Linked DNA regions of Astyanax mexicanus: region 2 is linked to region 1. A link is a contact called in public Hi-C data. All regions are on one chromosome and are shown on one strand. Each heading gives the region's core, a stretch centred on a gene start, on an enhancer-like site or on the middle of the called end of the contact. The rest is flanking DNA. Distances are from core to core; before and after follow the strand shown.

Region 1 (2,991 bases), core at 332-2,831:
TCCCTACTGTATGTGTGTGTGTGTGTGTGTGTGTGTGTGTGTGTGTGTGTGTGTGTGTGTGTGTGTTTCTGTAAACTACTGTATCAATATGGTACATGTGGGAATACATTTGTGACTGTAAACTAAGGCTGGCCGATATTAAACAAAAATAGAATATCACAATACTTCAGTAGAGTTGAATAATACGCAATAAGTCAATTTTTTGTCAGCTGAGTTTGTCAGTTTTCTTAAAGTACCTACAATTTAGCCTGTCACAATAACTTTATAATATATACTATTTTGTCCCAAAAATAACTGCAATAAATGTATTATATTATTATAATTGTATGCCAATTATATAATGGTACTATTACAGCATAATACTGCAATTGTTCATTTTTTTAAAACTTTGTTAAAATGTTAATTTATTATTATTTTTTTATTATTAATAATAATATTCAGACATTTGGGACTGGTATGTACAAAAAACATAAGAAACATAAATAACATAAAACCATATTTTTTTTGTTTTAGTAACTAAGTTGGCGAACCAGCTCATTCATATTTATGAACTTTCTTTGTTAGGTAAATACTAAGGGCAATATTAAAGTCATAGTGAAGTTTTATTGAGGTCATGTCCATATATTGTTCAATAAATCAGATAGGATAATTAATTTTGACAGTCCTGCTAAAAATATCCAAACTATAATAATTAGAAAATCATACTGTGGTTAATTTATTACAATAATAATAAATATAGTCATATAGCCTAGGAGCTAGACTATGACCTTTTTATTTTACCTTCTCACTACTAACTACTACTAATCTCCCCCTGTCATCTCACCACTCATCCCATCAATTTATTCATATTCTATAATCTTATTATCCCTCCATTCTTGTTTACTGTTTGTGAATAATGGACTCTAAAGACACTCACCAAGTCTTTAGAAGTGCCCAGCCTCTTGAGGCCGTCCAGGGGCAGCAGGTCGGCCGAGTCCTTGTGTGTGAACTGCGTGGCCTGTTTCAGCCGCCTCTGCTGGTGCATGATGGCTTTGTCCCTCAGATCCACCTCGCTCTTCTTAGATTCACTCATGGTCAAGCAGTCTTTTACACACCAGGACTGTGGCTGCAGAGCTTTCTATCACCAGTGCTTCCTTCAGCAATGACCCTGGAGCTTAGAGAGGCTTGCACACACTCTCATTCAGACGTGTATTCCAGAGCGCAAGGGTACCACTGTAAAAAACACAGTCTTTCTCCTCTAGAAAAGAGGAAAATGGACAGTAAATTCCTAGACTGGATGAAAAAATATAAGAAAAACAAGTCCTGAAACTTCTGTGGTCCCCAGAGTCTGCTGTTGAAAGATGCTCCTGATGAAATGGTTTCGCTCTCCGTGGTGCTGGAGAGTGTGGTCAGTTGTATGTCACGGTCAGTATGGAGGTCATACTGTATGCTACTGAAGCAGATACCTCACACATCTGATGCTGAGCTTCAACTCTGTGCTGCTCTCGCTCTCTGGCTCTCGCGAACACTCACTGTCCTTGTAAGCTCTGCAGAGAGAGACAAGCTGTGCGCTCTTCTCCCTCCCTCCTCTCTCTCTCTCTCTCTCTCTCTCTCTCTATCTCTCTCTTGCTCTCTCTAGCTTTCTCACTGCCCCCACCTCTCATTCTGTTTTCTCCACTCCCCCTCACTCGCTCACCCTCTTACGTCCTTACACTTTCTGTCACTCTAACCTACTACTTCCCCTTTATCTCTCACCCGCCCTCTCTGTAGCTATATAGGTGTTATTCATTTGCATTGAATGCTGAATACTCATGAGAAATGCATGCCCTTCCAATGACACACATATTACGTATGCAGGTTATACATAAAAGCTTTCGATTTTTAGGCACCTCTTCTAATGAATGCATTCAGCTACTATAAGGTTTACCCATTGCTGACACAGACGTGCCAATTTACACACATACACAGCTTATATAGCCCCTAAAGAAAAAAGTAGTGAAACTGTGTTTTCTGGAATGATGTTGCTCTATCCTATATGTTAGTGATCAGGTGGGGTGGGGATCATCCAACATTCTTACTTCATTATTCCTGTTGTTAGTGAATGCAATCAAATTCTCAAAGCTATGCCACTCAAAATCTAGTATAAAGCATGACAGAACAGTAGAGACAGTTAGCTCGATTTTAGAAGAAACACTTAATTAGTATGTGTCCCAATGCTTTTTCCATATAGAGTTCATATAGTGTATATACAGCTCTGGAAAAAAATGAGAGACCACTTCTGTTTCTGAATCAGTTTCTCTGATTTTGCTATTTAGGTATAGGTATATGGTTGAGTAACATGAACATTGTTGTTTTATTCTAAAAACTACAGACAACATTTCTCCCAAATTCCAAATAAAAATATTGCCATTTAGAGCATTTATTTTCAGAAAATGAAAAAAAAGATGAAATAATGAAAAAGATGCAGAGATTTTAGACCTTATAACAAGCTTATATTCATGAAGTCTAAAGAGTTATATTTAGTGGAATAACCCTGGTTTTTAATCAAATTATTGAAAAAATTTTCATACATCTTGGCATGTTCTCCTCCACCAGTCTTACACACTGCTTTTGGATAACTTTATGCCGATCCTGGTGCAAAAAATCAAGCAGTTTAGCTTGGTTTGATGGCTTGTGATCATCCATCTTCCTCTTGATTATATTCCAGAAAAACAATTTGGTAAAATCAAAGAAACTCATATTTTTTAAGTGGCTCTTATTTTTTCCATACCTGTATACTGTTTTTATGGACATTCACAAATGTTTATTTTTTTATTTGGAATTTGTTCTATTTATAAGGATGTAGTAGCAGAGTTGTGAAAAGTTCTGTGCCTCATGAATAAGATGTAGACTTTCGGTTACAGCTTTTCTTAATCAATTTCTAGGACCTCACTCTAAACCTTAGATTAATATTAAAGATAATTAAAAATGTCCTTTATATATGGAAATATGTGGTACACAATCAAGATCAAC
Region 2 (2,988 bases), core at 198-2,697, 77 kb before region 1:
AAGGCCTCACACACACAGTCCAGCATTCTTTATCTTTTATGCAACATGTCAAAAGACATAGGATGTAATAGTAGTATTGGCAAATTAGTGTATATTGGAGAACAAAGATACTATAGATGTCTATAAAGATTTAGACAGAATTCCAGAACTTAATGATGGTTGACTATTACACGAAGTGCCACAAGTGATTTCTTTTTATTTAAAAAAAAAAAAAAAAAAAAAGAATTCCTGAAATGATTAACCACAAACACACAAATCTCTAATAATTACAATCAGTTACATCAGTTATATTTCTCAGTATCATAATATAATATAAAAAGATTTTTACCAGCACATGCCTAATAGCTTTACTAACATAGTGTTCCTGACAGTTCCCAACTCCATGATGCACACTATGAGTTTTTGCATTGAGTTGAAGATTTAGCACAAAATATGGTATCATGATTCATTTTCATGAAGCATAATATGAGTCCTTATTTTGACACATAATTGCTGTACTTTGTTCAGTTATCCAGTAGTTGTTATGCTTTAAATAATAAAATATGTTAGTCAGTGTCTTCAAATACAAACAATATCCACAGTATAAGAAAAGCACATTGCTTATCACGATAAAAAAAATGTTTTCATCTATAGTGACCCTCCCTGTCTCTGTTTAGTACTGTTTTTAATGTATCACCAGTCACGTAAAGAGTCATCATTTTTGCTGTTATTTTGTCCATGAAGCAGCATTGGTTTAAGAACAGATAACTTGGGGTCGACCTCAACAGCTATCAGCTATTAATAAATGAGTAACCTTATAATGAACTATAAACTAAACATGGTAACTGAGTCTGACAGAGCTTTTTCATAAGTAAGGAGGTCAGGCTCCAGAAGCATTAGGTTATTGAGGCAAGGATAATACACTGTTTATTAAGAGGGGTTAGCATAGAGCTTTCAGTGCAAGAGACTCAAAAAACAGTCAATCTTTATAAATAAACAGTACTCTACTGTACATTTTTAACCTTTTCATTAGAATTACGTCCAGTCCAAGTAGAGTGATTTTGCTTGTGTATGTTTGTCAGACACATACTGGATGTTTCATGTGCCTCATACTGTTCAGCCACCCCCCACACCCCCTTCTGGTTTGTGCCAGATGGTCTCTACCTGTATGGGGCAGCTTGAGAATTAAAGAGCAGTTTTTTTTGTGGGAGGGAAGGAACTGCGTCGTGTTCTACTCTACACTGTTAATGCAAGTGTGCAGAAAAATGTATAAGATTTGAAGTAATCAGCATCCTTTGTACTGAACGGCTCTGAGTGGGGGGTGAGTGGGTGGGATTTTAACTCAGAAACTGCTGAGATGTAGAGATTTCCTAATGAAAATTCAGAGCTACTTCCTGTGGCTCTTGTTAATAATTCAATCTCCACATGATTGTCAGAGCTTGATTACCTCAGCCTGCCATGGGACGCAGCTGGCCTGAACGCCTGCGGCTGGAGAGAGGGCTGGAGGGAGGAACAGGGACAGAGAACATCTTGTATTTGTTCTGGTTTTGGAATTGAAAGTGGTCGTGCAAGTAAACAGGGCAAGTATGACTTAGAGGGATGTGCTAGTCTGTTTTTCCCTTAATGGTTAACCTTCTATTATTAGACGCAGTTAATCATGTAACTGGTAACTGGTCCATGCCTGGGAAACAGACATGATAAATAGAATCACGTGCCAGCTTTACACTGTCAACCTAAGCGCAATATATCTTTTCTTTCGTTAATAGATAAACATTTTTACTTATTTAATGTATTTTCTCTATTACATTCTTTAGTTTAAGCTCATGTTAGAGTGTTTTTGATTGTTTTTGGGTAATAGTGCTACAATTTATTTTGTAGTCCCAAAAATTACGACACAAAAATAAACAGTAAATAAAAGGATAAGAAAATATACATATTTCGAAACATCTCAGTATTTTGATTTGCAATACTATATCATTTTTCAGAAACACAGTCCACATTTTTTAAATTACCGTATTTTTCACACCTTAAGGCGCACCAGATTATAAGGCGCACTATCAATAAATGTCTATTTTCTGGTCTATTTTCATACAAGCTAAGCTAAGTTAAGTAAACAAAACTTTGATTCTTAAAAAAAAAAAAAAAAAAATTATGTGAGTCAGACAAGTCAAACGAGCAATGGATGTTAATCTATACAGATTTCTTTCCGGTGTGTGTCCATTTATTTTAGTGAGTAAAGCGCTTCAGATTATTTACAGTAAGCTTTACAGATTTCCACTAAAGCTGGAGCATAAGCATAGCGGCAAACTGCTAGCGGTTAGCAGGTAATGCCACCCGACTGTGCTACACTAAGGAACCCTGAGTCTGATATACTCGCCTCTTGACAGCAACAGAGCTAGCACTGTGGTTAGCGACTAATACTAAAAGTGCACCAGCAGTGCTGTCCGGGGTTAGCAGCAGGGTACAGGCCGATATGACCTCTGGACGGCCAAACAGGACGCTTTGCGCGATTAGCACTAATGCTAATGGTTCTCCTGCTAGAGAACTAAACTGAAACTCTTGTATAATGCTGTACTTAAGTGGAGTGGATTTACTGCTCCTTACAACCTGACTAATAAAATTCATACATGAGGTGCACCAGATTAAAAGGCCTTCCATAGACTTGCTAATAATATTTGTTTAATGTGGGGGAAGAAAAGTTTTTAATAGAAAAACAATAAACGCTTCTTTTAGTATATTAGTAAATATATAAGCATTTTGTATGCAGATCCTACATATGCAGTCATATGACTAAATTGGACATTTCATAGGGACACCCCATTAAAACCTCTCGTCTCGTTTAACATATTTAAACAATTAAATTTTTATTTTGTGATCTTTTTTCACTTGCTCTACAGTGCCCATAGAGTTTTATGTGTTTAGTTATAACACCTCAGTTTCTCAGGATCGTTCAAATGAAGGAAAATATTGATATGTTTAAATATGCTGAACAATACAAAGGTTTCTATG

Evidence for each region. Hi-C and Micro-C count contacts between places; a contact is called where the count stands out from the background.
Region 2: a Hi-C map of muscle shows a contact between it and region 1, with 16 times the contacts expected there. The contact joins the enhancer-like site here to the promoter of nrip2 in region 1. A contact is called at or near these places in 2 of 3 Hi-C or Micro-C datasets (both in muscle).

The regions. Positions count from the first base shown.
Region 1 is chr2:37,384,743-37,387,733 of AstMex3_surface, reverse strand. nrip2 (nuclear receptor interacting protein 2) reads right to left here and starts at 1,581. Exons shown (of 6, transcript XM_007233693.4): 1 at 917-1,581. The coding sequence starts at 1,072.
Region 2 is chr2:37,461,365-37,464,352 of AstMex3_surface, reverse strand. The region is part of intron 11 of itfg2 (integrin alpha FG-GAP repeat containing 2); the gene reads left to right. Among protein-coding and RNA genes, the nearest start is that of itfg2, 15 kb to the left of the region's middle. Within about 2 kb of position 1,447, the one cell type or tissue checked has an H3K27ac peak away from gene starts, as active enhancers do.